4 separate regions of the Mus musculus genome follow, and regions 2, 3 and 4 are each linked to region 1. A link is a contact called in public HiChIP or PLAC-seq and Micro-C data. All regions are on one chromosome and are shown on one strand. The core of a region is the stretch at or near the end of the contact, and the rest is flanking DNA. Distances in the headings are between cores, read along the strand shown.

What was found. Hi-C and Micro-C count contacts between places; a contact is called where the count stands out from the background. HiChIP or PLAC-seq counts read pairs in DNA pulled down with a chosen protein or histone mark.
Region 2: a contact with region 1 is called in an H3K27ac HiChIP or PLAC-seq map of double positive thymocytes, with 5 read pairs. The contact joins the promoter of Rtl6 here to the promoter of Fam118a in region 1. A contact is called at or near these places in 1 of 39 promoter capture datasets (pre-B cells) and 1 of 115 datasets of contacts at active chromatin or transcription factors (double positive thymocytes).
Region 3: a Micro-C map of embryonic stem cells shows a contact between it and region 1, with 4 times the contacts expected there. The contact joins the promoter of Atxn10 here to the promoter of Fam118a in region 1. A contact is called at or near these places in 1 of 39 promoter capture datasets (hippocampal neurons), 2 of 484 Hi-C or Micro-C datasets (embryonic stem cells and myeloid progenitors), 1 of 115 datasets of contacts at active chromatin or transcription factors (memory CD8 T cells) and 1 of 9 other capture datasets (pancreatic islet).
Region 4: a contact with region 1 is called in an H3K4me3 HiChIP or PLAC-seq map of embryonic stem cells, with 2.1 times the contacts expected there. The contact joins the promoter of Arhgap8 here to the promoter of Fam118a in region 1. A contact is called at or near these places in 4 of 39 promoter capture datasets (the 3T3-L1 cell line, embryonic stem cells and stem cell-derived epiblast-like cells), 6 of 115 datasets of contacts at active chromatin or transcription factors (astrocytes, embryonic stem cells, extraembryonic endoderm stem cells and 1 more) and 3 of 9 other capture datasets (adipose tissue, embryonic stem cells and pancreatic islet).

Annotation. Positions count from the first base shown.
Region 1 is chr15:85,035,642-85,042,278 of GRCm38.p6, forward strand. It overlaps Fam118a (family with sequence similarity 118, member A), which reads left to right and starts at 1,421. Exons shown (of 9, transcript NM_133750.4): 1 at 1,421-1,603.
Region 2 is chr15:84,555,231-84,562,521 of GRCm38.p6, forward strand. Rtl6 (retrotransposon Gag like 6) reads right to left here and starts at 2,593. Exons shown (of 1, transcript NM_177630.4): 1 at 1-2,593. The coding sequence starts at 1,963. The coding sequence ends at 1,232.
Region 3 is chr15:85,334,598-85,341,486 of GRCm38.p6, forward strand. Atxn10 (ataxin 10) reads left to right here and starts at 1,658. Exons shown (of 12, transcript NM_016843.4): 1 at 1,658-1,983. The coding sequence starts at 1,868.
Region 4 is chr15:84,714,238-84,721,322 of GRCm38.p6, forward strand. Arhgap8 (Rho GTPase activating protein 8) reads left to right here and starts at 5,815. Exons shown (of 12, transcript NM_001164628.1): 1 at 5,815-5,870. It overlaps Gm20556 (predicted gene, 20556), which reads right to left and starts at 6,029. Exons shown (of 3, transcript NR_040347.1): 1 at 5,754-6,029; 2 at 4,460-4,909; 3 at 392-902.

The DNA.
Region 1 (6,637 bases), core at 171-2,670:
GGGCAGAGACTTCCGATCTGTGTTGACCTTAGATGGAGAGTTGGGATTACTGAGGCTCTGCCACACTGGATCTTGGAGGGCATCCAGTGTGTGGGTGGTGTGCTGTGGGTTCTAACTCCTCAGCTCCTAGCCTACAGTCTCCTTGAACAACTTCCTTCCTGTAACCCGGGAACTTCTCCAGTGTCACAGGTTCAAGTCTTAGGACCCTTTATGGAAGCAGGAGCTTGTGAACTAAATTGCATCACATGTAAATTGTTCAGTCTAGTAGTGGGAAGCCCAGACCTTTGAAGCCAATGCATGGTTGGTATTGCCAATACAACTTCTCTGGGCTTCCTCCTCTCCTGCTGTTAATTGCAGTAAATGGGGTGCCATCCTCATGGGAGATGTCCTGAGGACTGAAAAAAACATTTTCTCAAAGGCCAGCTACTTAGTAGGTACCCAGACTCAGGTGTTCAAACCACTGTTCTGGGCTCTGGTGCCACAAATTTCAAGCTGGCCAGGTAGTGATTTTGTATACCTTACACCCACAGAGTAGGTGGAACTCTGTGAGCTTGAGGCCAGCCTGTTCTACAGCGCTAGTTCTAGGACAGCCAAAGCCACATAAAACCCTGTCTCAAAAAGAAAAGAACAAAAACCCAGGTTTTATTACACATGCATTTTTCTTATGGGGCTGAAGGGATGCTTACAGCAAACCCATGTAGAAAAAAAGGAGCCAGAGGTAGAGGAAGTCCAAATAACTTGCCTGGGCAGGCCGACCTGGGAAGATGAGGAAGAGGAAATAGGCTTTGATCCATCCCAGCCTTATTTAGAGAAAGGAGAGGTGTCATTGACTTTTAAAGGTCCTCATGCTGAGTGCTCCAGCGCAGAGCCCACCCACGTGTACTCTCGAACGTTCGGGGTGGGCACTGAGTTCACCCGATTAACAGGTGCTGAACCTGGGTACATATGCTCATTAGTCCCTGGATCTAAGCCCAAGCTAGACGTGTCCAAGAGGCACATCGGAAGGGCCAGACGCCTACTCTGACACGTGGTAAGGGAGTCGGTCACTGCGGGGAGGACGTGAAGCATGCTAGGCTGGGGAAGGGCACAGGCTGTACAGCCTGTGGCTTGAGGTAGATGGAGTGAGCCCGGCTGGAAGTGGTTGCCCAAGGGTGGTTCCGGCCGAGCTCAACGCCTTCTGCGTTTCCGCGGGGCTGTCCAGGCGTGCAGATGGGGAAACTGAAGACAAAACAGCGCTGGGAAGACTGGCCGCGAGACATTCAGTCTCTTAAGACCAGGCTCATCGTGGACACGACAGCACAGTCCGTGGGTCCAATCGTAGCTTCTCTTGGGGGCGGGACGCGTCGTGGCCACGCCCCTTCGGGCGGGGCTTCCCGTTGCCGCGGGGCCGTTGATTTCAGGGCGGAACGTTCGCGCGGGCAGTGCGCGCGCGCGGGGGGAAGGCCTTGAGAGAGCGCTGCGGATTCGGCTGGGCAGGCTCGGCGTGGTGCACGCGCAGCGCCATCCGGCGCAGCGCCCGGCGGCTCCACCCAGCCGAAGGGGCGCGACCCGGGTGGGAGGCGGCGAGAGCGCGAGCGACACTGGTGTCTCCGTGGCACGGCAGGTGAGGCGGCGGGTCGGGGCTGGGTGCCAGCGCCTCGCGTCTCCCCAGCCCTCAAAACCCGCCTAGGGTGCCCAGGACCCTAGTGCCCTCTGATGCGCTGGGGACCCTGCCTCCGACATCCCCTGGGCTGCCTGGGTCCGCGGCCACCTGTGGACCTGATTACCTTCCACACCTAGAAAACCTCACCATCCTCCAGATTTCCCTCAGACTCAGCACACAGACCTCGGCGGCTTCAGGGCCCGAGACCGTTATATCTTCTCCAGAAGTCCAACAGATCCCCTCTGGTCCAACTCCAAAGCTTCGGGTCTCCAGGCCCATAGACTCCCATCCTTTCTTGGGTGGAGAGGCCTTCAGACCCACCTATCCCTAGAGACCTTCCTTCCTAGGATCTCCTGCCTCCTGCTCTCTATCTTGAGGTCCACAGAGCTTTTCAGCTTCTACTAGAGTGTTCTTGAGGTTTGTGAATTGTAAATAGGGATAAAAGTAGCACCATCTGATAGGTCAACAGAGGACCACGCATAACCAAAGAGGAGGTGGGATGTGGGGCTTCGCATGTGCGTTTGTTTTCACCGTGCAGTGGAGGCTGGTGTGGGACCGACTCATTGTGGAGAATGGCAGCGCTGGGAGTAACGGGAGTTGGGCAGTCAAAGCTCTTTTAGATTGTGCCCTCAATGTGTGGTAGTTTCTGTTACCACACACAGCCCACCAAAACCAGTCCAGGAAAGTAAAGCTTGATTACAGTGGTCTAATTGATGGGACGAAGGTAAACTAAAGGTCCATCTTTCTGGGATCCTGATTTAAGGGTGGCTGTCTTCCCTGAGGTGGAGGTTTGGGGCCAAATGGTACACATCTTATCATTTTCAGTCCTGGAAATCTCTAGAACAAGGATTATCCTTTCCTCGGGCTATTGTCATTGATAAACAGTCCTTGACTTGCTTGCTACACCGGCAGTCTGGTACCCTGAGGTAAAGCCCCAAGAAAGAACATGGCCTGATGATTGTGAAAGGCAAGGGCCAGGCATTTTTAAAGAGGGAGTGGATACCCTCTGCGGCCCAGTGCTGGGTGCTGGAGGCAGATGACACAGCTCCAGCTGGTAAGGGTTGGGAGGTGGGGATTAGCCAAGTTGGTGGTACTTAAGAGTGCCTTCAAGGCAGCTGGGGCTTGGGGGTTCTAGAGAGTAGCTGGGGTGAGGGAAGGGGATGCAAGAGGTAACAGGGAAGCAGACTCTTAAAGGTTGAGGAGTTCTGAGGATCACACCCAGGCCTTATGTTCACAGGTCAGACTGACTGGTGACTGAGCCATGTCCCTAGTCCTGGCTTACATATTTTTTCCAGTGGTCACTTTAGCTGTGGTGGAGCGACTTTTTTTTGTAGGCCAAAAGACCACAAAAGGTAGGAATGACTTGGACCCAGGCCGTGTGGTTCAGTAGCTCTCTAGAGCTTGACTGAGCTGAAAGCCCAGGCTTCGAGCTTGGGGCACTGACACGGGAACTTTTTTTAGGTGAGATTTTTATCTGTTTGCTTATAGGTGGTACTCACCTTAGCGCCTCACCAGGGTGTCTGCTATCCAAGTATAAGACACACTGCTTCCGGTAGGGGGAAGAGGGACTGAAGTCAGCGGGGGAGTCCTGAAGGAAAGGGGAAGGTACTGAAGGAGACGAGTTCGGATGTGTACCTGGAGGGGTTGAAGCTGCAAGCAGGAGGTGTCGATGTCCAGACAGGTGAGCACTGGAAGGTGTGACATGCACTACTGTAGGCAGTGAACTAGGGATTATAAGGAATAATGGATGAAGCCGGATTTGGGAGAAGGAGAGGGAAATGGAGATAGCCTAGTGCAGGAGGGCTTTCTGTGGCTACCACAGCCACACGTGACTGATAGGTACTTAGAATATACCTACAGTGGCAGGACTGGCATTTAATGGGTTAAATCTAGGGGTCCTGGGAAGCATGTAGGCTTCTCTGATATTATCCCATGGAATGCCTCTGGCCACCTGGCTTGGACACACTCTTCCTTTTTCACGTGTGAGGAACAGTCTCAGGGTGAGCCACGCAAGGCTGTAAGCAGCACAGCAAACTGTTGTTGGCTGGGCCCTTCTGGGTTGTGTACCTGTCTTTCCTCCCCAGCCTTCTGCCTGGAGACATGGCCATACCTCTTGTTTAGCTCTCCTTATCAATTCTGCTAAAGTTACTGTGTTCTGCAGGCAGCTGTGTGACAGAGCTGTCGGGGTTGGCTGTGTGTGTGTATCTGTGTCCATCTGTCTGTCTGTCCATGTTCTGGGCTTTCTGATGGTGTGTTTCTGGAGAATGGCAGAAGTCCCACAGGCAAAACGTAGCAGCCAACCTTGGGGCCCAGGATGACCTAGGAGCGTGACAGGGAGGCCTGGGGCTGCAGGGCGTAGGTAGGCCTGAGCTGAGAGTGAAAGGAATCGGGGTAAGCCAGAAGTGAGTTAGAGCCAGAAGTGGGAAGATGCTGGCCAAATTACTGGAGTCTCAGCTTTCACCTCAAAGAAATGAAGCCATTTGTCATTATAGAAACCCTAGATCCCTCCAGCTCTAAAGTTTTGTAGTGGTTTTTTTGTTTTTGTTTTGTTTTTAAGATTTATTTACTTATATGAGTACACTGTAGCTGTCTTCAGACACACCAGAAGTGCTCATCAAATGGTTATGAGCAACCATATGGTTGCTGGGATTTGAACTCAAGGACCTTTGGAAGAGCAGTAAGTGTTCTTAACCCCTGAGCCATATCTCTAGCCCAAGTTTTGTAGTTTTTCTATAGAGCATCTCTTCTGCATCTTCTGGGTTTGGGGGTGGGGGTTCACTTGGGCTCAGGTTGGGGTGTTTTTTGTTTTTTTTTTTTTAACCTCCACTGACTTATAAAGTGATGTAAAGACCTGCCTTACAGGACTTGTCCCCCCTGATGGGCAGACTGAAACAGTGCCGTGGGTGTCAGGTTTCTGGAAAAGCTTCCTATGTGTCCCTTGGCATCCCTGCACACTGGTGGTAGAACAGGGGCAGGACTGCAGCGTGGTGGTGGCTGCCTCTAGAGCTGACTGAGTTGGCACTGAGAGCTGTTGGCACTTGACTGAGAGTGTGCATGCAGAGTGCTTTGTGTGATTTTCCCTAAAAGCAGCAATTTTAATTCTTTTGGGATAGAATCTCATGCGCCCAGGCTAGCCTTAAAATTCTACATAGCTAAGTTTCACTGAACTTCTAATCCTCCTGCCTCTATCTCCAAAAATCTGGGATTGCAGATGTGTGCTTTCATGAGTAGTGCTATACTTTGAAGGAACTATGGTCTTAACTGTTTCAGTTGTGCTTGTGGGGTTTGCTTTTTCTTTTTTAGAATGTGTATTATAGCCATCATCATCGTCAAAGTCATCCTGTGTATGATATGTGTGAATGTATGTAGCACACAGTATGTGCAGAGGTCAGTGGACAACTCTGTGCAGCACAAGAACTAGGACCTAAGTTTGAATCCCCAACACCCTCTTAAAAACTGTGTATGGCTATGGAGGCCCCTACACCTTTGTAGGGGGCAGAGACTGGGAGAGCCCTGGGACTTGATGGTCAGAGAGAGCCCCTGTCTAATTAGGAAGGTGGCAAAGGGTCCTTTTCTCCTGTCCCATCTGACTGACTGCAGGTGTGTTCAAAGCCTGCATTTGGTTAGTGAGGTGCTGGGGATGGAACACAGGGCATTGTGCATGCTAGGCAAACTACTGCTCACCTACATCTCCTGCCATCTGCCGGTGTGTCCTCAGGGTCCTGCTGCCCACTTGCTTTGTAAGAGTGATGCCTGCCCCTCCTGCTGGGAGAAGGAAGTGGGTTTTGAGTTTCTGTTCACTTTTCCTTCAGTGGGATTGAGCTGCAGCCCGTGACTCTACATCTTCTTGCAGGATTTTTATGTATGAGGTGTTGGGAGCAAGGGCTTTGAGCCTGCTGGGGAAGCCTTGTGCCACAGAGCTGTGACTTCCCCTCTCCTGCATCTTTGTACTCAAAGCCTGTACTTTGGTGTAGCACTAGCTGGCCTTGAACTCTCAGAGATCCATTCCTCTGTCTCTCAAGTGCTGGGATTAAAGGTGTGTGCTCCCATGCCTGGCAGAAGTTGAGTTTTTGAAAAGCATAATTTCCCACAGATTTGGATCCTGTTCATTCTGCTTGCTCACTTTTAATAACCAGCCCCTCCTCCCTTCTTTATGACTGCCTTCATGACTCTGACTTGTTCTCACTCCTCTGGCCTTTGTAGCAGTGAAGAACCTTGGTGGTAGCCAGCCTTTTAGACAAGGGCCGCTTACATAGCTTGGGCTAGGCCTGGCTCAGCAAAGCTCCTCCAGCCTCACTGGGTGACACATACAAGTGTTCTTAGACCTGAGTGGCTCAAGCAACCTTGTTCCTCAGGTGGGTGACATTCTCCCAGGAGGCTGGGCCTGCTTTGCTGTCTAGTGCTTGTCAAACTTTGATTTGTATCCCATTTGTTGGTGTGCCAGTGGCCAAAAATGTCCCAGGGCTAAGACTGGAGGCTGTGTGCAGGGTGTGGGTGTCTGGAGTTGGATGGCATTGTCAGTGACCTACTGTGTCGGCTCGAAAGTGGAGGCCTCACAGCTTTATGAAGATAACCAGTTCCTCTTCTGTACTCTGCTACTTTTAGACTCTGGTGAACATGAAATGTTTTTAAAATTTGTATATTTTAATGTACGTGTATGTCATTGTGGGAGTGTATGCATGTGAGTGCAGGTGCCTGTGGAAGCCAGAGGCATTAAGACCCCCTGGAGCTGGAGGTGGTCGTGAGCCAGCAGGCCTGGGTGTTGGGAACGAAAGTCAGGACCCTTACAAGAGCAGTGCGTGCTCTTAACCACTGAGCCGTCCGTCTCTCCAGCCTTCTGATGAACGCGTACTTAGTGGTGGATGTCAAGGGATTACAAAAAAATGAAGGCAGTGTAGTTACTGCAGAGCTCATTCATAATAGAGTTATGATTTCTTATTCTAGGCACAAAACACTCAGCTAAGACTCTGTTGAAGGTTTTAGATAAAAAAGACA
Region 2 (7,291 bases), core at 1,343-3,842, 480 kb before region 1:
AGGTAATGAAGCCACACCTGGAGACAGGCAGCCTGAATGGCTCTGAAGCAAAACCTAATGCAAATACAGCCAGCACCCATTGGTCCGAGGAGCCAGGGCAGGTGACCTGCCTCCCCGGTGGATGGGCCTCGACAACAACGTGGAAAGCCACAAAGAAACCTTCCAGTTGTCACCTGCCTCCACATACACCTCCTCCCTATCCCCCATTTTTTCTGGTGCAGCTGTAGCTTCACCTGGGGACCCCTCCACCGAAAGGTCATGCATGAGACTCAGCTGCTGGGGATAGGTGAGTACTCTCAGTGGAACCCCAGGAGTCTTCCACCTGCTTATAGCACCATAGTGCCAGCAGGGTGCCCTGGCTGTTCAGTGAGGCTGCTAGGCTAACAGAGTTAACAAGAAGCAGGTGGCTATGGGCCGGGAGCCCAGCGAGCAGCGAAGACTCCTGTCCTGGTCTTGCAAAGGTGGCTGTGCTGGTTAGTCAGTCACTTTTCCCAATGACGGAGAAAGTCTCTGGAAGAGGCCGGGTTCTAGGCCCCAGCCTCTGGGCTCCTGAGAGGAGAGAGATGTCTTTCCGTGGGTTCAGAGGCGGTTTTGTTGTTGTTGTTGGTTTTCTTGTGGTCAAGCCAAGACCATGCAGAGGAGGGCAGGAAAACCCAGGAGAGGTAACCCATCTCCCCAAAGGGGCCAGGTAGGTATGTAAACACAGTTCATTTGGCATTGAAATGACAGATGATGTCATGGTCCAGAGGCTTGGCTGAGTCTGATTGAGAGGTCATCCTCCTGTGAGGCTCTGCTCCTTGGGACTGGAACATGTGTCCACATGAGACCCGAAGCAGTTGGCCACTCCTCGCCAGTTCTTCAGCCTGGGGCAGCAAGAGCTGTAGGGAGTGTTCCAGGAGCTGAGTATCCGTGAGCTGAGCTCGCAGAGGTGGTCAGCCTAAATGGTTCCTGGGCAGGCACATGCCCAAGGGGCTGTGTTGTGATTGCTGGAGAAGCTGGGATTGCAAGCAACAGAAAGGGGGAGCATGCACTGAGTCGCGGGTAACGCTAACAAAACAAATACACGCCGCACAGCGGGGTGGGTGACCAATGCCGATGACAGGATGGTCTCCCGTAGACCAGAGAGGCGTGAAGGGTGCCTCAAACAGGGCAAAGCTACTGAATTGACAACTCTCAACAACGGAGTCTAGCTACCTGGGTGGACACAGACTACCAGGGTGGTGGCAAGTCCTTAAAGGTTCCGGCCACGAGAGGGCAAGGCTGGTGCGGGATTGGTCCCGTTGGAGGCTGGATGCACCGGGCAGGATCCTGTGCCAGCTGCGGCCAGTTGGCGACACAACATCTGGCGCTCCCGCTCTCGCTCCCGCACAGCCCTATTGGACGCGGATGTCTTCCGGATTTGTGCTCGCCTTGAGTGCCTCAGCGGGGACTTGTAGGTTCTGCGGAGCTCAGCCAGAAACCCCTGGTAATTGTTTCGCAAAGGGCTGTCTGGTTGCATGTGGGGGATGGCCCACTTCTCCGCCTCCCCAGTCAGACGGGATACCAGGAAGGCCACTCTCTCGGCTTCACCGGGGAAGCGGGAGGCTTGAAAAATCATGAACCTGTCCATCTGCATCAGGAACCCTGCCAACTGTCCAGGGTCTCCTGAGAAGGGTTCAGGCAGTGAGGTGGGTGGCGTGGTCATGGGTCGGGTCCCATTGGAGGTGATGGCAGAGATAGGTGGAGTAATCTGTAGAGCGCCAGGGATGCGCGCTCGGGTGCGCAGCAGAGTTAGTTCGGCCATCACACTCTCCAGCATGTTGGTGAGGTTGGCCTTCTCCGCCCTCAGTGTGGAGGCCTCGCGCCTCAGCGCGGAGTTGGTGAGGCGCAGAGAGGTCAGGGTGTCAACTACGTCATCCATCTGAGCGCTGGCACCAGGGGCAGAGGCTGGGCTTTCAGTTTTGGAGGTCCGAGGTTGGACCATGCTGGCGGCCAAAGTTAAGCCACAGGTACCTGGAGAACCAGAGCGCAAGGCCTTGGATGCTGAAGCAAGCCTGAGGACGCTGGTCCTGTCCTGGATGCAGTTCCTTTCTGCAAGCTTCGCAGGATCAAAGTGTGGGTCGCTGGCTGGACCTGCCCAGGCCCTGAAGGATGCTCGAGCTGGATAGCCCTTGTAGAATGCATAGGCTGGATCTGCCCAGGCCTTACGAGATGCGCGGACCTGCCAGACTTTGCAGGATGCACCTGCCGGAGCTCGGGCTGCGGATGCAGGCACTGACCACCGGTGCCATGCGACCACCCGCGCGTGAACAAAGGCGTCGGCACCTGGGCTGGCCCAGGCTGGGCGGCGTATGTACCTGTCGCTCCGCTGCTCCCTCCGCTGCCAAGATGGCCCGAGGGTCGAGGCCGCGCCCGGCCTGTACGTCACGGAGGCCGCCGGAACTGCTTTCCGGGCAGCGGCGGCGGGGGTGGCAATTCCTGCGGGGCTGGCTTGACCTGGTCCCGGCGCTGCGCTGCGCGGTCACCGCGCGGTCTTTGTGCAGGCGCGGCCAGCTAGACGGCCGCTGGGAACCTGGCAACTGGGCCAGGGCCTGCTGGTTGCCATAGAGACCGCTCGCTCTCGGAGCAGCGGCCGGGACCTTGCCTTCCGGAAGTGACGCACCTGCGCCTTTCTCAACAGCCTATTAGCGAGGAGCTTGGCTTCTGCCAGCTGAAATCTTGGAAAGATTAGCTTGGAAATTAGATAGTCTTGGAAAGATTATCTTCTTTACGATTCCTACCCAGGCCGCTCGCGGAGCCTCTCAGAGACAGTATCTTTTTTTTTTTTTTAAGTGAGATTGATTTTTCTTCCTGTGATTTGAACACCATTCGCATGAACTGTATGATCATGGTAGCAGATCTTGACAAGAAAACTATTTTTTTTTTTTTTTGAGGCAGTCTCCTGTAAACCAGACTGGTCTGGAAAACTCAGAAAGTAGCCAGAAATGACCTTGAACCTCTCCTGCCTCTACATTCCCCGTGGTGGATTGTGGGAATTCAATACTGGCTCTGAACCCACAATGTAGCCAAGGATGACTACGACCCTCTCATCCTTCGGTTGCCACCCCGGGTGTGCTGGGGTTACTTGCTCTGAGTGCCATAGCCCTCCGTGCACAATGTTGAAGGTTAAACCCAGGGCCTCATGCTTGCAAGCATGCCACCACTGAGCTGAATCCCCATCCTTGGAAACGTCTTTCAAAAACAAAGCAGAAACATTACAGTTCCCCTCAGTGTTCTACACGCGCGCGCGCGCGCGCGCGCGCACACACACACACACACACACACACCATCTTGTTCAATAGTCCACCATTTTCCCATTAGTATCCTAATAGGAAACATTGACTTTTGTGCCTTGTAGATGGTCATGTCTCCCTAGTCACATTGAATTTTGAGATTTTCCTAGGGGAGGTAATACAGAAGCATGTCTTTCTATTATTGCCTAGGGCTTCACCGAAAGCCTGTGCTACCTTTTACTCCTGCCTGCCCTCTTGATAGATGGCCAACTTACCTTACACGCTGAATTTTGTGAGCATAGTTTATGTGAGTCTTAGCCCCTTCCTCTGACAGTTGTTCCTCATGGTCAGTTCCATACTGGGATAAACTGGGAGAGACAATACCATCTGTGAAGCCCTCCTATGATGCAGTCTAGCGAGAGTGACTGCAGGTGGGAGACAGACCTGGGGTGGAGATGTGTTCATTCGGTCTATAGATTTTGGTCTTGGAGTGAGGGATTGTGGCTGAGGGTATCCACACTATGAGAGTGTTATAGAATCTAATGCTGTGCTCGTGAGGGGTGGCCCCTGGAAAAAAAATCACACCACACTACAGACCTGGTGTAAGGAGGTTTATCTGGGGGAACAGAGGGGAGTGAGGACATGGAGAAAGGTTAGAAGGAGAAAGACAGGAGTAGAGCCATGGGGGCAGAGAAGGGGGGCAGAGGAGGACAGAAAGGAGAGATAAGCCAGCCAGGAACACATGGGAGTAGAGAGAAATGGAGAAGGGAAGGGAGGGAGAAGGGGAGAGGGAGGGAGAGGAGAGAGAGAGAGAGAGAGAGAGAGAGAGAGAGAGAACTGGGGTAGCCCTGCCAGGCCACCTGCACCTGGTAGCAGGCAGGTGATGACGTAAGCCTTTGCTAGGTTCCAGGAGGAGCCTAGCAGAACTGCCTGTGGTAGGCTAGCAAAAAGAACTCTTGCATTCCCTTGCTCCAGACTGTATATTTTCAGCCATCAAGAACTCTCCAGAGCATGAAGCAAGAGAGGATAGGACAGTGTACCCTCATGCCACTTCTGCAAGGTCTCCAAAATCAGGGGGAGGCAGGGGCTGCTGTCACCTTGACTGAGGCCAAGGAGTTCAAACTCAAACTTGTTCTGGATTGGGCTCCCTCTTCACCCCCCCCCCCACACACACACCGTGTTTCTGAACATACCTGGGCATCCATCCCCTTGTGTGTCAGGCTCTCAGAACCACAGTGGTACCTCCCAGGTCCCTGGATGCTGTGGGCTACAAAGGGGCTGCAGTTCAGCCGTGATGGACAGTGTAATTCTAAGGTCCCCCAGTGCCTTGGAGAGAAATGCCATATGTTGCTGAGAAAGTTCCACAATAGCCTCACTCTTCAGTTCCAAGTGAGAAAAATTTTCTATTGAGCATGTACTGAGGAAAGTAAAAGAACAATTTGCACGCAGCAAATACAAGCAGCAGGCAGACAGCAAAACATCGGCAAATCAGTGCTCACAGAACCCAGCACAGGCATCTGGAGCAGCCTGGTTGAGAATAGGCCAAGGTAACAGCATCAATGATGGCTGCACTGGCTGGTTTTGTGTGTCAACTTGACACAAACTGGGGTTATCACAGAGAAAGGAGCCTCCCTTGAGGAAATGCCTCCATGAGATCCAGCTGTAAGGCATTCTCTCAATTAGGGATCAAGGGTGGGAGGTCCCATTGTGGGTGGTGCCATTTCTGGGCTGGTGGTCATGAGTTCTATAAGAGAGCAAGCTGACTAAGCCATTGGAAGCAAGCTAGTAAGCAGCACCCCTTCAGGGCCTCTGCATCAGCTCCTGCCTCCATGTTCCTGCCCTGTGTGAGTTCCTGTCCTGACTTCCTTTGGTGATGAACAGCAATGTGGAAGTATAAGCTGAATAAACCCTTTCCTCCCCAACTTGCTCTCTTGGTCAGGATGTTTGTGCAGGAATAGAAACCCTGACAAAGACAACGGCTGAGGATGCCCCGCCCAGCAATGGCTAGAGAAGAAACACTTAGTGAGAACTCACTTGCAATCAATATGCTTCCTGATTCCCACTTCCACCATAAGCTTGTGTGTGTGTGTGTGTGTGTGTGTGTGTGTGCCTCTGGGTTAGATGATTTTAAGATCCTTAGCTACTGGCTGTCTTCCTTTCTCCTGAGCTGAAGCAGGGGCCAGATTGCCCCAGGACAGGGAGTTTTAGAGATCCCTTGAAATGAACATGCTAGGGTCTGGCACAAAGGAGCCCCCCTCTACTCCCAGAGTCAGCCTTCAGTAACCTTGAACAACACAGGACAATTTGCCAATAAAAATGAAAGAAAGAAAGCTCAGCCTAATTTTGGAAATGATAAATCATGACACTTGCTTGTATTTTGTCTCATTTCGAAGAGGCTATTGTCCAGAAAAAGTGGAGGAAAACGAAAATGCAAAGACAGGTTTGTTGGTTTGTTTGTCTGTTTTTGAGACTAGACTACGTAATCCAGGCTGGCTTCAAATTTCATGCAGGATGCCTTGAACTTCCAATCCTCCAGCCCCCACCTCCCTAGTTGCACAACTATTTTTTTGCAATGGAGAGTAAGGCCAGATGTTGCAGGATATTTGATCACATTGTGAACCCTGACACTGTGAACCAGAAAAGCCTGTTTCTTGTCGTGGTGTGGCTCAGCAGTAGTGCACATCTTTAACCCCTGGACCTTGAGGGCCTTTCTGTTAACAAGAGCTAAATAAAGTCAACGATAGGTCAAGAGGTGACAGAGCAAGCAACCAGTTGACATCGAGGGAACATCAGTAAACCCAGGAAAGAGAAAGGGGGGTCTTTGAGTTGAAGGGTATTTGAGACAGCCTGGAGAGGGAGAAGAAGAGGGTGTGTTTTCCTTCTGGGACAGCGGTGGAGTAGGAAGGTCAGCTGGGTGCTTTCTCTGCTCACTGAGCTAGCAGGCTTTCACAACAGCATCTGGCTCCTGAATCTTCATTTGATAAATCGAATGTTTGAAATTTTGTTTAAAACAACAACACAGTGTCTCATGTGTGTTAGGCGAGCTACTCTACCAACTTAGGCAAGACTCTGCCAATTTAGGCAAATATTCTACCAACTTGGACAAGCACTCTGCCAATTTGGGCAAGCACTCTGCCAATTTGGGCAAGTACTCTGCCAACTTGGGCAAGCACTCTGCCAACCTGGGCAGGCATTCTGCCAACTTGGGCAAGCACTCTGCCAACTTGGGCAAACACTCTACCAACTTGGGCAAGCACTCTGCCAACTTGGGCAAACATTATACCAGTGTAGGCAAGCACTTGACCAACTTGGACAAACATTTTACGAGCCTAGGCAAGCACTCTACCAACTTGGGCAAACATTATACCAGCTTAGGCAAGCACTTGACCAACTTGGGTAAGCACTCTGTCAACTGAGTTCTAGCTCCAACCACCAAAACTAAAAGAAATTTTAAAATAAGAAAAGCAGCGGAAGAGGGAATGGCCAACCAGTGACCATCCCAGCTTGAGACCCATACCATGAGAGAGAACCTGCCCGACACTGTTAATGATATCCCTCTATACTTGTAGACCGTAGCCTAGCATAACTGTCATCTGAGAGGATTCACCCAGCAGATACAGATGACCAACAGCCAAACATTAGGCAGAGCTTGGGGAATTCGACAGAAGATGGGTGTGATGGTTTGTATATTCTTGGGCCAGGGAGTGGCACCATTTGGAGGTGTGGCCTTGTTCGAATAGGTGTGACCTGGGTGGAGTAGGTGTGTCACTGTGGATGTGGGCTTCAGATCCTTTCCCTAGTTGCCTGGAAGTCAGTCTTCCACTAGCACCCTTTGGATGAAGATGTAGAACTCTCAGCTCTGCCTGCACCATGACAGCCTGGATGCTGCCATGCTCCCACCTTGATGATAATGGACTGAACCTCTGAACCTGTAAGATAGCCCCAATTAAATGTTGTTTTTTATAAGACTTGCCTTGGTCATGGTGTCTGTTCACAGCAGTAAAACCCTAACTAATACAATGGGGAAGAAAGATTGAAAA
Region 3 (6,889 bases), core at 408-2,907, 300 kb after region 1:
ATATATATATATATATATATTAATTTGTATCTGTGTAAGTGTATGCCATGTGGGTTCCTGCAAATCTCCTGGAGCTAGAATTACAGGTTGCTGGGCCCCTCCCTCCCGCTGTGGTGATTTGAATTCTAGGCCATAGAGAGTAGCACTATTAGGAGGTGTGGTCTTCATGGAGGAAGAGTGTCACTGTGGAGGTGGGCTTTGGGGACTCCTATGCTCAGGCTCTGCCCAGTGTGTGGAAGAGAGCCTCCTGGCTGCCTGTGGAATAGAGTTTCCTTCTGGCTGCCTGTGGATCAAGATGTAGAATTCTCAGCTCTTCCAGCGCCATGTCTGCCCGCAGGCTGCCATGCTTCCTGCCATGCTGATAATGGACTGAACCTCTGAAACTGTGTGAATTAATCCCAAATAAATAATTTCTTTGTAAGAGTTGCCTTGGTCATGGTGTCTCTTCACAGTAATAAAAATCTAGGATACCTACATACACATGTTGGGAAATAAACTCAGGTCTCCTGGAAGATAGAGTACTCTTAATGTCTGAGCAAGCTCTTCAGCCCCAATATGGGGATATTCCTGATAAGCACCCACTCTCTTCCCCGGGTCCCCTATAGTATTAATTGACAAGGTTCTAGAATCACCAGAGACAACCCTCTGGGCATGTTTGTGAAGAACTGTCTAGATGAGGTTAGTGTGTGGAAATCTGCCCCCAGTGTGGGTGATAGCATTCCATGGTCTAGATTAAAAAAAAAAAAAGTCAAAGCCAGCTGTCTGTTTTCTGGCTTAATAGATGCAATGTGACAAGCTGCCTAAAGCCCTGTGTCACAAGTCCCCACCACGTGGGCCTGTACTCTCAACCTGTGAGCCAAAAGAAACCTATCCTTTGTAAAATTGCTTCTATCACATATTTTGATATTGCAACAAGAAAGGAATACACCTCTTAGGGAGGTACTTCTTCTCAGCCTTCTCTCTGTGGGAAGCCTCCTTCCTGGAGTCTTGGGAAAGACTTCTTTCCCAAGGGGGCATTTTTGATCAGCGTCCCCTTCCCATGAGGAGCCTCTATCCAAGGTCTTCCTCCATGGCTTGAGGTATCCAGCATCTTTTCCCTATGTGGGAATCTCCGATTCAGGTCTCCCTCAGTGGAACACCTCAACCTCGCATTCCCTCCCCTGGAGTCTCCATTTCAGGTTTTCCTGCAATAGAACTGGTTGGCCTAGCAACACATGCCCTGAGGGTAAGTCTCCTCTGCAGGTCCCCTCCCATGGTGACACCTCTGGCCTGTATCCCTGCTCTTCCTCTCAGGGGCCTCCTTTCCAGGTCTCCTTAGGGACAACATCCATTATTCTGGGGGCGCTGCTTCGGCCTGGTATCTCTTCCCCAGAGGGAAACCTCTGCATGAGTGGACCCCCACCAATGGTGGCCCTTGCTCATGGAAAGCATCTGTCCCTGATAAGACACTCATTCTCTAGGACACTCTACAGGCCACCCCCCCCCCCCCACCCCGACCCCTTCATCTCAGTATTCTGTCCTCTGACGGGGTCTTTACTCCACGTCTCCCCACCGTGGGGACCGAAGACCTCCCCCATCCCACCCTACGCAGGAGCAGGACTTCCGCTGCGCCCCCTCCCCTCAGGCGGGACTTCCGCCCCGCCCCCTCCCCCTCCCCCTGCCGCGTCGCCTTGTCCTCTTCGCCTGAGGCAAGCCAGCTAGTCTCGCGCTCTCTGCCTTGCAGCACCACGGGATCTGGGTGACGCGGGCTGCGGAAGCCAGAGCCGTGCAGACCGCGTCTCCATCTCCTCGCCTGTCGTCTGTCTCCCCCACTTCTCTTCGCTCTGCTCTCCGCCTGGTCAGGCTCGGCCCCAGAGCGAGTGGCAAGATGGCGGCGCCCAGGATGCCACCCTCCCGGCTGTCGGGCATCATGGTGCCCGCACCCATCCAGGACCTGGAGGCCTTGCGCGCGCTCACGGCGCTCTTCAAGGAGCAGCGTAACCGGTAACTGCGCGGGGGCTGCCACCTAGGAAGGAGGAAGAGGAACCATGGAGGGCTCTGGGCTGGGCTGGGCTTGACTGGGCTGGGCTGGGCAGCGGCGAGCGAGGCGGGGCGGCGGGCTCCATCAGCTCGGCCCACGCTCAGGTTGTGGCTCTGTGGCGCTCGCCTAGGCCTGCTCTGGGACGAGGGTTTGGCCAGGCTCTAAGAGGGGCAGACGATGGCGACACTGGTCCCCAAGCCGGCGGCGGGGAAGCTGTTGGTTCGGCTCCTCTGGCGGGGCCCTGAGGGCGGTGGCCAGGGAAGGGAGGCGTGTTCGGGCTCGCTTCTCCCTCTGGGTTAGAGGGCGTTCTGTCCAGGAGCCTGCAGAGCTGGCCTGGCTTCGTGACATCTGCTCAGCATCGCCTCTAACCCTTCTGTTTCTAGCCTTACAAAATGGGAGCTGTGGTGCGTTGTTTTCAGTGCTGAGATGAAATAAACGTGTTTAAACAGAAGTGTGCGAGGCTGTCAGTTCCTGATGGATTTTTGTGGTATGGTTTGCGCTGCAGTTTCCTTGTCTGTTTAATGGAAACAAGGTTCGCTGGGACCTCCTTGGTTGAGTTGACAGTGAGGGTTTAATGAGACGATGCGTGTTACATCCTTAGGCCATGCCTGACACTTAGTACTAAACACCATTGGTGTTTTCTCTTAACAGTAATGGTCTCCCCTGGACCAAGTCTTGGGAGAGGACCCGGAGCCCTTGGTCTCTCCTGTAGAGAGATAACAAGCAGGCCTAGAGTGTGGACAAAGGGCAGAGAACGCGGTGGGGGTGGGGGTGGGGGAAGCACGTAGGCTCAGTGGTCACAGGAACGTTTTCTAAAAATAGGTAGCCGCCAGACATGTCACGTGGCTCAGCCCTGCAGTTCCAGCATTCAGGAAGCAGAGGCAGGTGGATCTCTTGAGTTTGAGGCTGGACCAGTCAGCATTGTGACATCCTCTGTATCTCAAAAACAAATAAACCCGGGCTGGAGAGATGGCTCAGCAGGTAAGAGCACCGACTGCTCTTCCAAAGGTCATGAGTTCAAATCCCAGCAACCGTATGGTGGCTCACAACCATCCGTAACGAGATCTGACACCCTTTTCTGGAGTGTCTGAAGACAGCTACAGTGTACTTACATATAATAATAAATAAATCTTTAAAAAAAAAAAACAACAAATAAACCCAACAACAGCAACAAAAATATCCTGGTGGAGCTCTTTCCCACCAGGCGACACAGTGTGCGTCTAAAAGGTGCTGGGGAGCCCGAGCACTACTTGGCCTTGTGGTTAGCATGCTAATCAGTGTGACAGATACTGCTGGGAAATAATGTTGGTTGATTGGATGCTTGGGCCTGTCTGTACCATTTCGGACCTATACCTTAATCATTAACCATCTATTGAGTACTGTCAGACAGCCTTTGCAGGGAGCTGAGGCGACAAAAAAAAAAAAAAAAAAAACAAAAAACAAATGTGACATAATTCCTTTCATCAAACACATTAGGGGATTGCTGTGTGAACATATTGTGGTAGAGATGCACACAGGAAAGGTGCTGCCTCCCGGAGCCAGGAGAAGGATCCGGAGGATCAGTGTCTGAGTTCTAGAACCCATATGGTGGTTCACAACCATCTGTAACTTCACTTTTCCCTTCTGGTCTCTGGGTATCAGGCATACACACAGGCAAAACACCCATACCTGTAAAATGACGGAGATTCTGGGGCTTCCTAGAAAAGACAGTATCTGTGAAAGGGCCATATACTGATTCTGTGGGGTCGCAGAGAAACAACAAAAATAATATCTCTGCGTCAGAGGAGCCACTCAAACATTGGTTTCCTTTATGTAATTGGTTGAGAGGTTTAAGGCCCATAGTTTTCTTCACTTGATCTGTTCTGAGAGGACTTAGGGGAAACCATTGATGGTTTAGTCAAAAGAAGTGTTTTGGTAAAATCTGTTTGTGAGGAAAGTCTGTCTGTCTGCCTTTCTTGGGGATGAAAGAGAACAGAGAAGCTAGGGGTAGAGGATGAAGCTGGAGGCAGAGGGATGAAGTTCAGGGGTTCTTTCAGTAGCTATGGCAGAAGTCCCAGTGAAAAAGTGCCCAGATTAGGACATTTGTGGGGAAGGGTAGAGGCAAGACAGGGTAGGGAAAGATGTTGAGGAATGCCAGATTGACTGAGCAGGGTTCAGGGACCAACTGGATTGTCGTGCTGGGGTGAACATGAGAATGCCAAGGTCCAGTTCTGGTTCTTGTGTGGCAGTGTCCGTGCTTCAGGCAGCTTGGAGATCAGAAGAGATGAACTGGCGGATAGGTGGAGAGATGCAGTTGTGTGGTGGTGCAGCACTCCTGATTCTGGCTCTGCTTATTTATTTATGTTTAAATATTTATTTATGCACTTGGATGTTCTGCCTGCATAGTAGAAGAAGGCATCAGATCCCATTATAGAAGGTTGTGAGCTGCCATGTGGATAAACACTGGGAGTTGTGCTCTTAACTGCTGAGCCACCAGAGAGAGAGAGAGAGAGAGAGAGAGGAGTTGGTTTGTCTAGCAGTGGTTCTCAATCTTCTTAATGCTGCCCTTCTTTAATACAGTTCTTCATGTTCTGATGACTCCCCAACCAAAAAATTATTTTTGTTGCTACTTCATAACTGTAATTTTGCTACTCTTATGAATTATAACAAATATTTAGTATGCAGGATATCTGGTAATGTGACCCCTCTGAAAGGGCCCTTCAACACCAAAAGGGGTAGACACCCACATGTTGAGACTGCTGTCTATAGGTGTCTATGCTGTCTATGCTGTCTGTAGGTGTCTATGGTGCTGTGGAGTTCAGAAGTGGGAGTTGGGTCTCCTGGCGTGTGAGCCATCTGCTAGCAGGGTGGGAACAACTATTTACATGTTAATTAGAGTAAAATGAACCTTGACGTACATCTCAGACCATTTAGAAAAATATCTTATCATGGAATGTAGATCTAAATTCTGAAGTATTTAGAAGAAAATAGTATCCTTGTGATCTAGGCAGACTTTAAAAAAATTAGTCTTTTTTAAGTAGTATGAATGGACTTTGCAGTGTTTTTGTACATAACGACAGCATTGTTCTTTACTCGCATGCACGCCTGTGGAGCAGCTTGCCACCCTGGCACCGAGCAATCATTTCTTATCTAAGACATGGAGAACATCCTAGTTAAGCAAAATACTTTATCCAGCTAGACTTAAAATTAAACTCTTGATCAAAATATAGCATTGAGAAGACAAAATGGTCGCACGCCTTTAATCCTAGCACTTGGGAGGCAGAGGCAGGCGGGTTTCTGAGTTCGAGGCCAGCCTGGTCTACAGAGTGAGCTCCAGGACAGCCAGGGCTACACAGAGAAATCCTGTCTCATAAAACCAAACCAAACCAAACCAAACCAAAAACAAAAACAAAAACAACCCAAAAAAAGAAAAGAGAAGACAAATTGACAAGGCATAGAATAAAGGTATTTGTAATACATATATTTAACAAAAGATTGTTTCAGAATGTATAAAGTATTCCTGCAATTCTCTAAAAAGATAGTCCATTTTTAAAAATTGGGCAAAGCCTCTTGCACTTTAATGAAGATGTATAAATGCCGTGAGCATTATTCAGCACCCAGTGTGAAAAGCACAGCAAGGCTGCGTTATAACCCTTTGGTTGGCTGTTACCCCAAGTGGGGAAGAACAGCGTTGGTGAAGATGTACAGAAACTGATAACCCATTTTAGAATGGTTTTGGATATTGAACCCTAGGCCTTGCACGTGCAAGGTCACTATTCTGCTACTGAATTACATTCCCAGTCTGAAATGCAGTCTTTATACACTGTTGATGAGACTGTAGAATGGTGTGGCCAACATGAAAACCTGTTTGATGGTTCCCCAGAAAAGTTAAGCATAGATTATCACCAAGATATTAAAGGAACTACCAGAAGATTGCATTATATGATTCCATTGATGAACTATAGGGCAGATTCATAGAGAAGTGAATTTAGAGTCTATCCGGTTTGGGTCAGCAAGGAACATCAATAACTCCTTTGATTCAGAATTCCAAGTTTGGATATTTAAGTTTTAGAAATAGGTGGTAGTGATGGCTGTTGAATTGTGCATGAAATTAAACTTGTTAAATTGTGAGTTAAATTAAACTCATTGCATTGTAGACTTAAAAGTAGTCTACATGGCAATTTTCATGTTACAGATATTTTTACTACATTTAAGACATTAATGTTGTAATATGTATACCAAAATCCAATGAGATACTTCGAATGGGTGAATTGTAGGCATTATGAATTGTATATTAAAAGAGCTCTTGTAAACAGACAAGACCATAATGAGATCTGTGGATGTGGGCATGGTGATGTAGTTCTAAGATTGCCATTATGAAGCCAGCCTGGGCTACAAGTGATTTCTAGGCTGGCCTGGGATATAGAAAAAGCCCATGGCTGGAGAGATTGCTTAGCTTAGAGGTTTAAGATTAAGAGCACTTGATTGTTCTTCCAGATGATCAGGGTTCAGTTCCCAGCATGCACATGGCAGTTGACAACTGTCTGTAATCCAGTTCCACAGGTCCAGTGCTTTATCTTTCATCTCTTTGGTCCAGGCATGGGTCTATACACAAACACACAGGCAAAGGGGATGCACACCTATCCACTAAAGAGTAACAAAAAATTTAAAAACCAGCCAAACAACTGTAACCTTTACAAACAGCAACCACAAACTCTGTGTGCTCATTAGTATGGCTAAATTTAAAATGACAGTATCAACGTTTTGTGAGAGACTGTGGAACTACAGGGACTCTTACAGGTTATTGGTGGGATTATAAAAGATGTAACTGCTTTGAGAGCATACTAGCACATCTTCATAAACTTAAATGTATACCTGATAGAGCTTTAG
Region 4 (7,085 bases), core at 4,565-7,064, 320 kb before region 1:
GGTATGAATTGAATTTCCCCGAAAAGATGCTGTACCTGTAAGGCTGAGTCACTGATTGGGAAGAGGTTGGAATGTTGCAGATCCAGAGCCAAATTATCTGGTGCTATCTCTAACCCCTTGAGAGCCATTCATTGCCCTCCTCTTATGACTATCCTGTGAGACCTTTGAGGATGTCTTACAAGATCCCTATCCTCCTGTAACCTAAAAGCTAAGTATGTCATCAGACAGCATCTGAGGTCTTTGTGGAACCTGCCTACCTGATGTTCCCACCATTGTGTTTGAAAAGTTGATTTATGACTTTCTTTGTTCTGTCACTGTAAGAACATTCGTGCAACCATACAACGTTGGCGTCACTTATATTTGGCTCCAGAATAAATGTTCATTCCCCTTGAGTTAATAACTTGTTTTAGTCAGTAGGATATCCAGAGCAGAAGCCACTCAGCTGCGAATGTAAAGAATTTCCACACTGGGCCACGGTGTCCCACAGAGCACAGTGGAGAAAGCACCAGGATTCCTCCGTGTGATGTCAGAACGGCCTCTGTTCTGAAACAGGAGCATGACCCTGTCTCCGTACTGGGCTACGAACAGAAAGCAGGCGCTTAATCGGTGGGTTACAGTGGCTTGGCCTGCGGAGGGAGTGCCTGGGGGACGCCCAGATTCCTTTCTGCCTGCCTGTCCCCCTGCGTCAGCAGCGCGGAAATGCAGGCTTCCTGGAAGATTGCAGCTCCTGCAGCTGGCCAGGCGAGCCGAGCCGCCGGGGGAGAACACAAACAGGAAATCCAGGACCTCTGCTGGTGGCCAGGTCTTTCTCCTGTCTCTAGCGCTCCACCCAGGCATGCTCATTAACTTAGAATTCAGCTGCTTGGGGAGAAAAAAAGAGAATCCTCCGACTTCATCAACATCTGCAAGAACAAATTTAATAAAGCCAGTAGTAACACCATTCCGAAGCAGCTCTTCATTTCCCATTATCGTCCTTCGAGTTTTATCTCGCAGCCTTTGAAAGGCAGAGTTATTGTTATAGAAGCAGAAGGGAAAGACCAACCGGCTGATTACTGCTGAAGAAAGAAAGGGAAGGGCTCCCAGTGTGCGGCTCCTTTCCTGGCCTCTGCGTCAATGGCAGTGCACACACAACTGTGTTCCTAGCCATGTAGTCACTCTAGATGGCTGACTTATTGTGTGTGTGTGTGTGTGTGTGTGTGTGTGTGTGTGTGTGTGTGTGTTCTCGAGAGTGTGCGCACACGCAAACCCATCTGGCAGATGTAGAAAACTGACCCTCTGCTGGGCGTGGTGGCCACACCTTTAATCCCAGCACTCAGGAGGCAGAGGCAAGCCGATTTCTGAGTTCGAGGCCAGCCTGGTCTACAGAGTGAGTTCCAGGACAGCCAGGGCCATACAGAGAAACCCTGTCTCGGCAAAAAGAAAAGAAAAGAAAAGAAAAGAAAAGAAAAGGAGAGGAGAGGAGAGGAGAGGAGAGGAGAGGAGAGGAGAGGAGAGGAGAGGAGAGGAGAGGAGAGGAGAGAAGAGAAGAGAAGAGAAGAGAAGAGAAGAGAAGAGAAGAGAAGAGAAGAGAAGAGAAGAGGAAAGGAAAGGAAAGGAAAGGAAAGGAAAGGAAAGGAAAGGAAAGGAAAGGAAAAGAAAAAAGAAAACTGACCCCCAAAGGTTGTCCTCTGACCTCTCTCTACACACACCCTGGCACACGTATGCTGCCGTAACACAGCATAAATTAATCATTCAATAAGTCAACAAATAAATCGAAAGAATTAAGCCTTTTTCCCCCCTCCTGCCACCCGAGTCCTCTGTGAGAAGGAAGATGTTAGATAATCATATCCAAGCTGTGCTGTGTTGTTTGACAGGCCCACCTGCCAAGATAATGCAAATTGTCTTCATGGAAGGAGGCAGCTGTGAGGATACAGAGGGACTTCGGAGGAGATTGGGCCACCGCCCGACTGCCAGAGGCAGTCCTACTACACCAGCCTCTGCTTAGCACAGGTCACTGCTGCCCCTTTCTAAGAACACATATGTAGTGATTTCATGATTGTCTTCCGCAAAACCAGTGACCAGTCTTATCTGCATGACCCACCTGTGTATGTGTGAGTTAGCTTTTCTAGGTTGTCAACTTGACTATCTGGAATTAACTGTCAATTTAACTAATCTGGAACTAATTAAAACCCAAAGGGCTAGTCACAACTATGAGGGACTTTTTCTTTTCTTTTCTTTTTTTGAATTAATTTTTATTTTATATTTACTGATGCTTTGGCTGCATGCATGTCTGTGTGAGGATGTCAGAACCCCTGGAACTGAAGTTACAACAGGGGTGAGCTCCATATGGGTGCTAGGAATTGAACCTGGGGCCTCTGGAAGAACAGCCAGTGCTCTTAACTGCTGAGCCATCTTTCTAGCCCTGGGATTGTTTGTTTTGTTTTGTTTTGTTTGACGTGGGAAGACCCATTTTTTTATTACAGATCTTTTGAGGTAGGAACATCTACCTTAAATCTGGGCCACAACTTCTGGTAGTAGCCTATAAAAAGGACGTAGAAGAAGGAAGCTTGCTCTCTTTGCCTGTTTGCTCTCTCTGGCAAGCCCATTTCTTCATGGCTTTAGATCTTCTTTGGGATTCCAGTATATATTGAAGACCAGCTGAGGTCTAGAGAGATGACTCGGAGGTTAAAAGCACCGACTGCTCTTCCAGAGGTCCTGAGTTCAATTCCCAGCAACCACATGGTGGCTCACAACCATCTGTAATGAGATCTGATGCCCTCTTCTGGTGTGTCTGAAGAGAGCAATAGTGGTGTACTCGTATGCATAAATAAATAAATAAATAAATAAATATTAAAAAATAAAAGATTGTGGAGAAGGAGGAGGAGAAGGAGAAGAAGAAGAAGAAGAAGAAGAAGAAGAAGAAGAAGAAGAAGAAGAAGAAGAAGAAGAAGAAGAAGAAAACCAGCTGAAATATCCAACCTCATGGACTAAATAATTACTGCATTGTTGGACCTTCTGTTGGTAAACAGCCATTATTGGACTAATTGGACCACAGCTTGTAAACCACTCTAAATGCCATATATATATATATATATATATATATATATATATGAAATATCAATTCTGTTCCTCTAGAGACCCCTGAGTAATACAGTGTATCTTAGACTCAGCCAATCAGAGGCCTCCCCTGGGATAACCCCACCCTCATCCGTGGACTGCTGGCATTGTCAAAGGGCAACAATTTTGCAATTTAGATAGAAAGCCAGAGCTGTGGTTTTATGCTGCATGCACAGCTTTCTGTGCATGTGCAAGACACTGGCTTCAATCCCTGGTCTTGCCAGGAAAAAAATTTTTTTAAAAGGTTGCTTTTTCCACCAGGATGCTTCAAATCCTGTGGACTAGAAAACTCAAGCTCAAACAATCATAGACAGCTTTGGTGCCTGCAGCTAAAGTAAGAGAGGCCACAGGCGGGCTGGTGAGATGGCTCAGGGGGTAAGAGCACCCGACTGCTCTTCCAAAGGTTCAAAGTTCAAATTCCAGCAACCACATGGTGGCTCACAACCACCTGTAACAGAGATCTGATGCCCTCTTCTGGTGCGTCTGAAGACAGCAACAGTGTACTTACATATAATAAATTAATAAATAAATAAATAAATAAGTAAATAAATAAATAAATAAAAGAGAGGCCACAGGCAGGTTCAGACAGCAACAGTGTACTTACATATAATAAATAAATAAATAAATAAATAAATAAATAAATAAATAAATAAAAGAGAGGCCACAGGCAGGTTCGATCCAGGGAATGAGCAGTGTTAACCACAGACTCAAGCCCTTGCCAACTCTGCCTCATCCTATGCCTAGATCCCACCCACCATGGTGACCAGATGGCTAGTGATGTTGGCTCAGAACACACTGCTCCCAAATACGGCCCTTGGGAAAACTGATGCAGGACAGAGCTGTGAGAGTTTGAAGGCTAAGATTCAACCTCAGAGATGCTTGTGGGCATGGCTCTGGGGGTGCTTCCGGAGAGGTTTGACTGAGGAGGGGTTGACTTCCCTCAGTTTATTACAGTTAGGCTCCAACCTTTTGCCCTCCTATCATATCCCTCCATGACTAATACCCTTCCTAAAACCAAAGCATGAAAATACACAATGTGCTGGTCTCTCTGGGTCCTCCTTTCCTTGTGAAGTTTCTCCATCTCCTGTAAAACTTACACGCAATGGGACTGAAGAGATTGCACAGTGACTAAGAACATTGGCTGCTCATGCAGTTGGATCTAGATTCATCAGCCAGCCATCTTGATCCTTCCCCCTGTACGTCCAGTTCCAGGGGATCAGATGCCCTCTTCTGACCTCCAAGGGCACACTGTGTGCATTGCATGTGGTATATGCACATACATGCAGACAAAACACCCATAACCATGAAATAAAAATAAATAGAAAAACATTAAACTCTTACAGGAAGAAATCACGCATGCTACCTGCTTGTTAAGCTGTCTTCTGTCACAGGGCTTCAGCTGTGTGTTCAGCAAAGGTCAGTGGGCATGGTTTCGACTTTCACTAAGCATCCACAGTGAGCCAAGCTTCCCCCACGAGGGTAGAGATGGTAGATGCAGCAAGCCATGTTTTCTCTTTCTCCCCATCCAGTAAGGTCCATCAGATCCACTGGAGGAGCCTGCCCTCCGTGGGGCCTGTGCTGGTTGGCTGAGACCCAGTTATTTCCAGAAACTGGAGATGGTGGTTTCTGTTGATTGTCCCCTGAAGTCACAACACCCTCTAGAGGTGAGTGATGTCTCAGCTGCTCTCTTAGCTGCTCCACAAATGTTCCCTAGGGCCATGATCCCTTCAGCTGGCTTGTGGAGCTGCCTCATCTACTGGGAACACTTCGAGTGGAGTTCTGTGTGAGAATCTTCAGAAAGGGGCCTCTGAGCCTGTGTGGAGACAGATGGACCAGTGAGGAAGAGGCTAGGAGATCACCAACTTCACCCACCCCCTACCTTGTCCCTGCTTTCTGTGCCCCTGCCTTCCTTCCAACCTGGGTTCAGTCCCCTTTGGTCCCCTGGGGTCAGCATGTGGTACAGTGACATACTTTGTAGGTGCTCTTGGGGCTTGAGAGTGGACCACACATAGAATATGAGGAGGACTCGAGTTTGGACCGCACCATTGGAAGAATGAGATGAGGAGGAGTTGGGAGGCCGTAGTATGTCCCTGCATAGGCTGGGTATCCAACACAGCTAGGAGCCTGAGCTTGGGGTTAGGGTGAGAGCTGAGATCATTCAAGGCCGTTAGGTTGGTGGACAACAGGTAGAGGCAGGAGATGAGGTGTAGCCGGAAAGAGGTGCAGGCTCTGCGTGAAGTCCGGAAGCTTGGAGGCAGAAGTCCACGCTTTGGTAAAACCACCTACGTGCCCCCACCTCTGGTCTGTTCTCCCTAGGTCACCAAGGCCTCTTTGTGCTTAGAGGCAAGTCATAGGGTTGTGGGAGTGGTTTTGAACCATAGCTACGAAGGGCTGGAGACTCAGAAGGGAAGGGACAGCGACACCCCGACACCCCAAGGGCAGAGGCAGCAGACAGAGAGCCCCGTACCCGCACCGAGGTCAGGCCTGGGAGAGCAGGTCGGACGCTTGGAGACGCGGGCTGTGTTTTCCAACTCAGCACAGATCTCCTGTTTCCCCTCTCACCAGGCGCATCTCAAATGCGGGTAAAAGTGAGGGCTAGCAGCTGCTGAGGGCCAGCGTCCCGTAGCTCCCTCCCGCCTAGAGTTAGAACCACCTACCCTGGTCCCGCCCACCCTGGGGACTCCCGGCTGTGCGCTCTGACATTGGGCGGGGCCTGTTGGGGAGGGGCCTGTCCGGGGACGGGCCAGGTGTGTGGCTGGCGTTGCAGAGACCAGGTGAGGTGCTCGGTGGTCCGGTGAGTCCCCCCCTTGGGGACCTGCTCGGGTGGGAAGGCGCGGCTCCTATCCCTGGTCCTGGCCTCTTCCCGTCCCAACTTCTCCTGGGTGTCCCTCTACTCCCCACCTTGTCCCCGCTTTCTGTGCCCCCTGCTTTTCTTCCGACCCAGGTTCGGTCCCCTTTGGGCCCCCGGGGTCAGCACATGGCAGTAGCCCCTCGGCTCCCGCACCAAACCTGAGCGCATCATGGTGGCATCTTTCCCGCCTAACAGGTGGCAACACTGAGGCCAGGGCGGATGCTGAACTCGCACTTGGGGCCCGAGACTGGGGTCTGTCTGGTCACGTTGTCACACTGGGTGCAACTCCCAAGATTTATAGGCCGCGGGCCTGGGAAGTCCCCACTTAGGTAAGGCAGACTGCTGCGGGCTTCTTTCACTTTCCCAAACCTGGCAAAGGCCTCCCGAGAATTCGAGAATTCTTAAGAGGGAGGTGCAGTCAGTGTAGCTAGCTGCCGAGGCCCTGCTAGGGGAACTGCGGAGGCCACTGGGGGGAGGGGTGGCATTCCTTAGTTCTTTTGGCTGGTGTGGGGAAAGGGCCTGGCGGTCCCAGGTTCTGCTCTGGGACTAGATTCTAGTGCGCGCGCTGTCAGCCAGTCAGGGCGAACTTGGTCGAAGTGAGAACTCAGTACGCCTCGGAAAGTAAGCAATCTTCATTGGCCTCTGTTGTTTCAAGATATGTTTATGAGTTCCTTGTAGAATGCCCCGCCAAACCCTTCCCCGAGTCAGAACCGGGATGGAGGAGGGGGCAGGTAACTGGAAGTCTGAGTCCAGCTGTTCCCAGAGGTCAGGTCAGCCTCTTGTCTGTTCTCAGCTCTCGGGAGCCCAGAATAAGCTCTCCGTGGTCGAAGCCAGGGGGTGTGGGGACTTTTGTGGAGGACGCTGCAGTAGAGCTGGAAGATGGGGTGGGAGTTAAGCAGGTGGGTGTGGCCCTAGGTTGCTGGGTGGTCCAGAAGAAGTCTAAATGGGTGAGCCCCGGGTATGTACTTGAATCCGCTAACAGTAAAGTGCAACTTTGGAGAACTGTGTAAGGTTGGGGGTTTCCTGTCAATGAGGGGCATAGAGGTGGCCTCAGTTAAAGAGAACAGCAGGATGTAACTAAATTAGTAGAACCTCTGCCTAGAATACACAAAGCCCTGGGTTTGTTTCCCTGAGACAC